Regions from separate parts of the Gossypium hirsutum genome. Here region 1 is linked to region 2. The links are chromatin contacts, called in public Hi-C maps. All regions are on one chromosome and are shown on one strand. Each heading gives the region's core, a stretch centred on a gene start, on an enhancer-like site or on the middle of the called end of the contact. The rest is flanking DNA. Distances are from core to core; before and after follow the strand shown. Region 1 has its middle 15 kb from the start of LOC121215647. Region 2 holds the start of LOC107949701 (calmodulin-binding protein 60 A).

Region 1 (3,826 bases), core at 1-2,500, 72 kb after region 2:
GAAAAAAAGAAGAGCAGGTTAGATGGAACTTACGCCATGGAGGTGGACTCGTAATGCAATAAGAAATGTTGGGCAACTGTTCTTTCGGTGGATGTGGTTGTGGCTCAACTGCTTTTGCTGGAGCTCCTCCCGCTGCCATGATCTCCCTCTTTCACTCTCCTTTTCTCTCTATAAAATAAAATAATTCTTAAGATCAGCAAGAGCAAACTACTAAATCTGAGAACCATCCAGATCCCAAATTCTGAAAAAAGTAACTAAACAACAAGAAACTAGAGAAAAAGAAAGCGAAACAAGATGATCCTCAAGGCCAAAAGAGTGAACCAGTGACATATTCAGCTACTAATATAGAGCTAATAAAACGAAGAAAAATAAATAGATGGGAGCGACCTGGCTATAGGCAAGGAACAAATAAAATGGAATTAAAGATGAAGAAGATGATGAAGTCTTAACAAAAGATTTCTTGCAATGTAAGAGAAAGCTGAAATGTGGGAAACAAGGAGGAATTACTAATTGCATCACCAAAATACTGAGCAAGAAAAGAAGGTTCTTACTGAGAAAGAAAGAACCTTTTGTGGGAAAGAAAAAACCTTTTGACAAACTTCAAAGCAAAATCAAATGAAAAGGCATTAAAGTCAATAATGAATCATGTTATTGTTACCCCACACCACCGATAAAGTTTTCCAGCAAAAAAAGTAGCAGGAAAAAAAAATCAAACAAACCAGTTTTTTTTTAAAAAGAGTGAAATGAGAAATTTTTATAAGAATTCAGAAATGTATAGGCAAGTTAAGATTGAATTGAATGAGGAAAACAAATGCCAACTTACTTTGTACGCTAAGCTTTCTTTCTCTTTTTTTTCTTTTCCCTTCTTATATATATGAAGCAGAATTTTTTTTTTCCTGTTATGTTTTCAGGAAACTACGGATTCTTAAGTACACGTTTAAAGGAAAACAATTTAGCTAACATAACATTCATTCATTGTTTTTTGGTTTTTGCATCTCTAATAATTAAAGCAGAAATATGGTAGAAACTTCACTCAAATTGCTTACAGACAAGGTAAAGAGAGGAGAGAAGTGTTGGCTAGATCAATTTTCCACCTGGTTTTTGATGAACCTACACGGTTTTTATTGAAAAGACGGTTTTGACCTCAGAAAGTTGGCAACGTTTTGAGAAAAATTGAGGAGCCCATTATTGAAGGGTGTGGGTAGTTTGGGGAATTAGAAAAAAGGAAGATCAAGTGGGGAAGGGAACTAGGATGCCCTAAAACCAGGAGCCAATGGAGCAAAAAGTGAGACTTTTGTGGGGGAACAGTCAAAGCAGGGGCCAACATGTTCCAATCAAATTCAAGTTAGGTTAGTTTATGACTGGGCAGAAGTTTCTCATGTGCAGATCCATTATATGGTAAGTATATAGTATACTAATAATGCCTTAAAAGAAGACTCTATTAAGCTCATAGGCTTTGAATCAAAACAAAGTTCATAGGCAAGATTGAAAGGAGTTTGGCCTTTCAGTCTAAAACAGAAAATTTAATATGGCCACCTACTGGTTTTGATTCAATCGTTAGGGAAATAGTAACCAAGATTTTGAGAATCCAATGATGATGACTAATTTTCAGTTCAATTCCATCAAATCATTTTATTTAATTAAATAAATTATTAAAAAATTTATAAAAATATTTAAAAATAGAGAAAATAAGTTCAATTGATTTTGAGTGATTCATAAGTCTACTAATTTAACCCCTCTCTTGAGACCAATATCTTGATTGATTCCTAGTCCAATCAACCATTTTATTCTATTTTTATAACAGTCCAATTTTTAGTGGTGCCGAAAAAAATAATTTTGGAACCCTATTTCCATAAATTAGGGTTTTTAAATATTAGATTAAAATTATTGAGAGATTTGTAATCAATGACTAATCTTGGCATTTAAGGTATTATTCCCATGAAAAACTTACATATGGTGAACTAATTAATTTCACTCAAAAGGAAGAATTAAAAATCTGACAATATTTAAAATTGCAAAAACAACTTAAAAAATAAATATAGCAATGCAGGAAGGAATTGAGATCATTTTGCCGACAATTTGACATTAGAAGTGAGTCTTCTTCCTTAAAAACAAGTTGTCCTGTAAAATCAAAAAATAGAAGAAAGAATATGTCAGAATATTATAAAAAGCCAAAATATAGGAAATATTAAAAAGAAAATAAACAACAAAAATCAAAATAGATAAAACAATAAAATTTTATAGATATGAAAAACTAGGACACGTCTCAAAATATTACAAGATTAAGAGAAAGATTAATAATTTAAATCTAGATAAAGAAATAGAACAAAAGATTAATAAAATTCTACTAGAATCCACTACTAAAAAATGCTCCATTGAATTCCAAAGAATAATGATATTTTTTATCCATATTCTCAATTTACAATAATATACATTGATGATGTACTAGAGTTTTCTAAAAAATTAGAAAAACACTTCAAATACTTATCCATTTTGTCAAATTTATAATAAATAATAATAATAATGGTTTAGTAGTATCTAAATTCAATATTAGTTTTTTTAAAACTAGATTAAGGTTTTTAGGTTATTATGTAACCCAACGGACCATTATTCCAATAGAAAGATCTATAGAATTTGCCAACAAATTTTCAAATCAAATCCTTGATAAAGTCCAACTACAAAGATTCTTAAGTAGCTTTAATTATGTTATAGTTTTTATCCTGATCTTAGCAAATTATGTAAGCTTTTGTAGGAAAGGCTTAAGAAAAATCATGCTCCTCTTTTGAATTCTGCATTTTTCATCACATAAAACATTGAACAACTCCAAGGAGAGTTGCTCTTTCTGATTAATTTTTTTATTGAGAATGTCTTGTATTTCTTTTTTACAAAATTCTTCCATTTATTTGTTCATCTATATTGGTCTCGCTTTTGTTGGAATTTGTCTTTCATCAAAATCATTTTCATATGGTAATGTTACTTCATGTTTTTCCCTATTCCAAAAGGCATTAGGAATGTGTAATTCTAAGTTTTGGAAATTTCCAAATTTGTTTACATTATTTCCTAGTTCTGGTTTAACTGTCTTTATTAATGTATTATTATTTTTGTTAAGTATTGATACATAGTCCGATTAGCCATGGGTTAGGCATGTTAAGAACAAAGTATCCATGTAGGAAATTGTTGTAATCCAGAAATTCTAATAGTAGAACCCCCTATAGGAAATACGAAAAGAAAGAGATGTTTCCTTTCCTTAGGAGAACTGACCGCCTCCAGACGTGCTAACATCAAGAATGTGAATACTGCAATAAGATATAAAAATATGAGGCAATATCTGCAAGTATACGGGTCAATTTGTAATATAATTTTTACAACGAAGTAGGTGAGTACTCCGAGGATTGTACCCAAGGAAGGCGAGTGCTAGATCAATTCTAACCTAAACACTAAAAGATCAAATTAGTACTTTCAATAAATTATAGTACAAGAACAGAAAAAGGATTTATTAAGGTTTTTATAATAATAAAATAAAATAACATAAAAGAAATAAAATTCAAGAGATAGAATAGTAGAATAAATCAAATCTCGATTATGGGTGATTAGCTCGCTTCGGTAATCCCCATCAATTGTTGCTTTGGGTTCCTCGCCAATCAACTAGTCACTACCCTAGTAGGACCTTCTGATCTTCTACTAACATAACAAGTCAGCAAGAACTAATTATCTTCCAACCTCGTAGCCCAAACTGGCTTGGGGTGAAGGTGTTCACGAATGGGAAATACCAATTTTGGGTTAATTGCCACATTGATGACTTCCCGGTTTGTCAAGCCTAGGGTTT
Region 2 (4,104 bases), core at 80-2,579:
ATTCTTCCATGTCACTAAGTTCCCAAAAGGTAGAGTACAATACCTGGTAGGCGATATACTATCAGTGACATCCAACATTTATATATAGGCCCCTTTGGTGTGCTCCCTTAAGGACTGAAAACTTTGGCTTAATTCCCCATTGTTGGGTAATAAGTTTAGGCCTTCCAATTATAAGGAAAGCCTTAAGGAAAAAACTGCAACATGCAAATGTCAGCGCTGTATGTGTAACCGTATCCAAAATTTTTTACTCCCGTGTCCAAGCAGCGTGGACTATAATAACTGCTAAACTAAACCTCATTAAGCATAGGACACGGTAATTTATGATTTCAACTCTTGAGAAAGGCAAGCTCACTAATACTCTCTTTTACCATGTAAATAAAAATCTACACCTATTATATGCAGGAAAATGATAAATAATGTAGGAGCACTTTTGAAATAACATGATTAAAGAAAGAAACATACCACCCTACGAATTAATGGCTCCAAAACTGGCTCCAGCAAATGCTGGACTGATTGCAACTTCATCACCTCCTGAACCACACTACCATCGTTTACAAACAGATTAGCAACCAGAAGAAACACTATAAAAATAATGCATAATATTAGATGGATTATATTACCAATTCATCACAACACATGGATAGGTGTAAGTGAGGTTCAACCAAATGCCTAATTCAGTTATTTTAATTGGTTACAATATCAGCCAACAACTTTACTAAGAAATAAACTCAGTACAAATATTCACTCATTTAAACTTAAATATACCTAACAAGAAAACCCCAAATTATGCATCAATAAGGGAAAAAAGAAGAATGAAATTAAGGTAAGAAAGGAAAGGCGTGTACTTTCTCAATGTAGGAACCCTTCTCCGTTTATCCTGATCAGGAGTAAAGGCTTCTGAGGGTCGACCCTTAGTACTATCTTCTTGGGGTCTCTTATGAGACATTGTTAAAACTATTAACTCCAACAATGAAAACACCCCCAGAAGCTAAGCTGTTTGGATGGTGATGAGGTTCATTCACAAACACTAAAGAACCCAACATGCGGCACTTCAATTGAAAAGGAAACCAGCAGGAGGAGATACTATTTATTTATTCATTCATCAGTAAATGATAATCAAAGAGTAAATCCAAAAGTGGAAAAAAAGAAGAAGCAAGAGTTAAAACCCTTTTTCCCATCCCACTTTCCTACCCATTGTCTGAATTTGGCTGTGTCTGGGATGCTTCTTCACCCTGAATCTCTTTCATGATCCTGTATTGGCCCTTTCTCTCTCTCTCTCTCTCTCTCGTCTGAGTTTAACACTTTAACTGCTTGGGTAGGTGGTTGTGTTTCTGTGTTGTGTGTTTATATGTAACCAAAGGATATCCGTCTGAATGTGGGACCCCACTGACCCCGTTTTGGAACTAAACAAATCTATAAACATGATGTGCTGTCCTTTCTCTTTTTACTAGGGAATTATTGGAAGAAAGGAAATTTGATTTTCCTAAATTATCTATTAAATTTTAAATTAGCCTCGAGACTTAAAAAATTATTTTCTTTTTCTATTAGCTTGTTTAACATAATTGATTTTAATTTGTTTATTTATTCTTCCTATTTCATATATAGGTTAAATAGGCAATATATGTGGTTTTTTAATTGATTAAATAGGTCGTTTTTTTAAGATTTAGGAAAATAGGTCAATTTTGAAGACTGTTTGTGAAAGCGCGCCTAGCAAGACACGTTTACACACACTCTCCTCAGCCATCAATTTTTTTTATGATTTTTTAGGGTTAAGGTTGGTATTAAGGTTAGATTTTTTTGTTTAAGAATTAGGGTTTTTATTGGGTTTAAGGTTTTGAGAGTGAAACTGTGAAAGTTTATAGGTAGATTTGAAAGATTGGGGATACAAAAACGTATCTCAAAACACATACACTTCATATGTCATGTCAGGATAGGACCATTACCTAAGAAATTCATCTTATATAAGTCAGCTTTCAGGGTGACAATGCTTGATACAATCACGGGTTGAAGTCTAAGTGGAGGTCCTAGTCAACGGTCGTTATGCGGTCACAGGTTTGAGTATAACTGGGGGTCAGTTGGCGGTCGTTATGCAGTCACGAGTTCAAGCTTTTTGGATACCCGCAAATGATGCCTTATATATACCATACATAAGATTGATGCCATAATCATAGGAAAAAATGAAGGGCTTTTCGATGTAATCAATGTAATTTTTTTCTCTATTTCCAAGCAGTTGATATCTTTAACCTTTCATTCTTATCTGAGGGTTGGCATCGAGGTTGACACAAGAGGGCTCTCAAGCGAAAAACGAATGTTCAGGTGGAGTAAAAGTCAAACTTGAGTCGGTGCTACAACAGTTGTAGTTATTAATGATTTTTTACTAACTAAAAAGAGCATCACCTTTACTCCATCGAAATAGTCATTGCCCGCCGAAGAGTCCTCCTACGTCCACGACAATGCTGACCTTCTTCTAAGAAGGAAGGTTAAAGATATCGACTGCATGGAAATGGAGAAAAAAAATTGCGCCGATTATAGCGGGAAGCCCCACAGTTTTTCCTTATGGTTATGTCTTTAAAATTTTGTATGGTATTTATAAGGCAAAATCTTCGGGTGTCTAAAAAGTTTGAGCTCGTGCCCACATAACAACTGTTAAGTGGCTCCCCAGTTATACTCTGACCCGTGACCATATAAAGCATCGTCACCCCGGAACCTGACTTCCACAGGATAGGTTTCTGAGGTAATAGTCTCATCTTGGCAGGATATATGAAATGTGTGTCTCGGAACAATATCACATCACCGAAACTCAAGAATACCTCAAATAGGAATAAATATTATTGACGAAAATTTTGACCACTAAAGTAGGGAAGAAAACTGAGAGAGAGAAATATTTTAAAGTGGAAGGATGATGGTTGAGAAAGATGATGGTTAGGTATGATGGAGTATGAAAGGAGAGACCCTTTTTATAGGCGCGGGGGAGGGGTGAGATTGAAAAGGAAAAAACAACTTATGGTTGAAAACACGTCATAGAAGAGGCGTTTTCATCGAATATTTGAATGATGTGCCTCAAATCTTACCCAAGATTCCAAGGATCAAGGCACTTTGGCAGGCTTTGAATGGTGGCAGATAGAAAGCGAGTTCATCTAGCAAGCTTTTTGGCTGCCACTACGTTTTCAAGCACGCGTATGTTCAAATTGATTATGCTGAAACACATTTTCAAGCACAGAAGATCCTTTCATTATTATTATTCGATGAAAATGTGTTTTGAAGCGCGCCTTCCCTCTCTCTTTGTTCTTTTTTGTTATTAAACTACCGAAGTATTCAGTACTTAGACACAAGCAAATTAGTTCTTTTTTTTAAGAGTTGCATTGCGAGTGTCGTCTACATTTCTTTGGATAACCATCTGAAGATTTTTTGTTCTAAATATTTAATTTTTAAAAAAATGAAATGAGTTGACAAGTGAAATCTGTAATTTATTATAACAGTCAAATTTTCAATACAGACGTCGGGATTGTATTTGTAAGAGCCCAGTCCGTGGAATTGACTTTCAACTGTACCAATCAATTACGTGAGCTACAGACTAGAATCAAGAGGAAAACCGAGGGCTCAAGTTAGGGAAGAATTTCGAGCTTGAAATATAGATATCTGGCATTAGTGGACCCTTTTAAATATGAGCCATTTGATGTTAAAGGCGAGTTAGAGCCGGAGGCGATCATAAATTCGCATTACTCAAGTGGAAATGCTACAATAGAGTTATATGTTGAGTTTGCTGAGGTTGATGTAGCTGTTCAATTTTCGACCAATGTTATGGCTAATGCAAGCACAGAAGCAGAAATGGAAAGTCCTACAACACAGTTGTGCGGTGGGTTGACTGCTTTGTTACAAAACTCCCTTTGTAATGTCCCCGAATCATCAATAGGAAGACATTATTCGGTTTCAGGCACTAATTTCAACTTCGAAGGCCATTATCAGTCGAGGTATGAGCGTAACTTAAACCTCGACACCTGGGCACGACATTCAGTCAGTGCGTTCGATTTTAACTTTGGTGGTTTGATGCCCTAGGGCAAAAGTACTTATACTGGTATGCCATCAACCTACACTGGTTGGAAA

The links. Hi-C and Micro-C count contacts between places; a contact is called where the count stands out from the background.
Region 1: a Hi-C map of leaf shows a contact between it and region 2, with 1.7 times the contacts expected there. The contact joins the enhancer-like site here to the promoter of LOC107949701 in region 2. A contact is called at or near these places in 12 of 34 Hi-C or Micro-C datasets (anther, callus, hypocotyl and 2 more).

Annotation. Positions count from the first base shown.
Region 1 is chrD03:41,837,056-41,840,881 of Gossypium_hirsutum_v2.1, forward strand. It overlaps the pseudogene LOC107949698. Among protein-coding and RNA genes, the nearest start is that of LOC121215647, 15 kb to the left of the region's middle. Within about 2 kb of position 1,251, at least 9 of the 9 cell types and tissues checked have an H3K27ac peak or open chromatin away from gene starts, as enhancers often do. A contact at or near this core is called in hypocotyl and leaf, where this site is marked.
Region 2 is chrD03:41,765,432-41,769,535 of Gossypium_hirsutum_v2.1, forward strand. It overlaps LOC107949701 (calmodulin-binding protein 60 A), which reads right to left and starts at 1,330. Exons shown (of 7, transcript XM_016884434.1): 1 at 1,192-1,330; 2 at 463-541. The coding sequence starts at 1,247.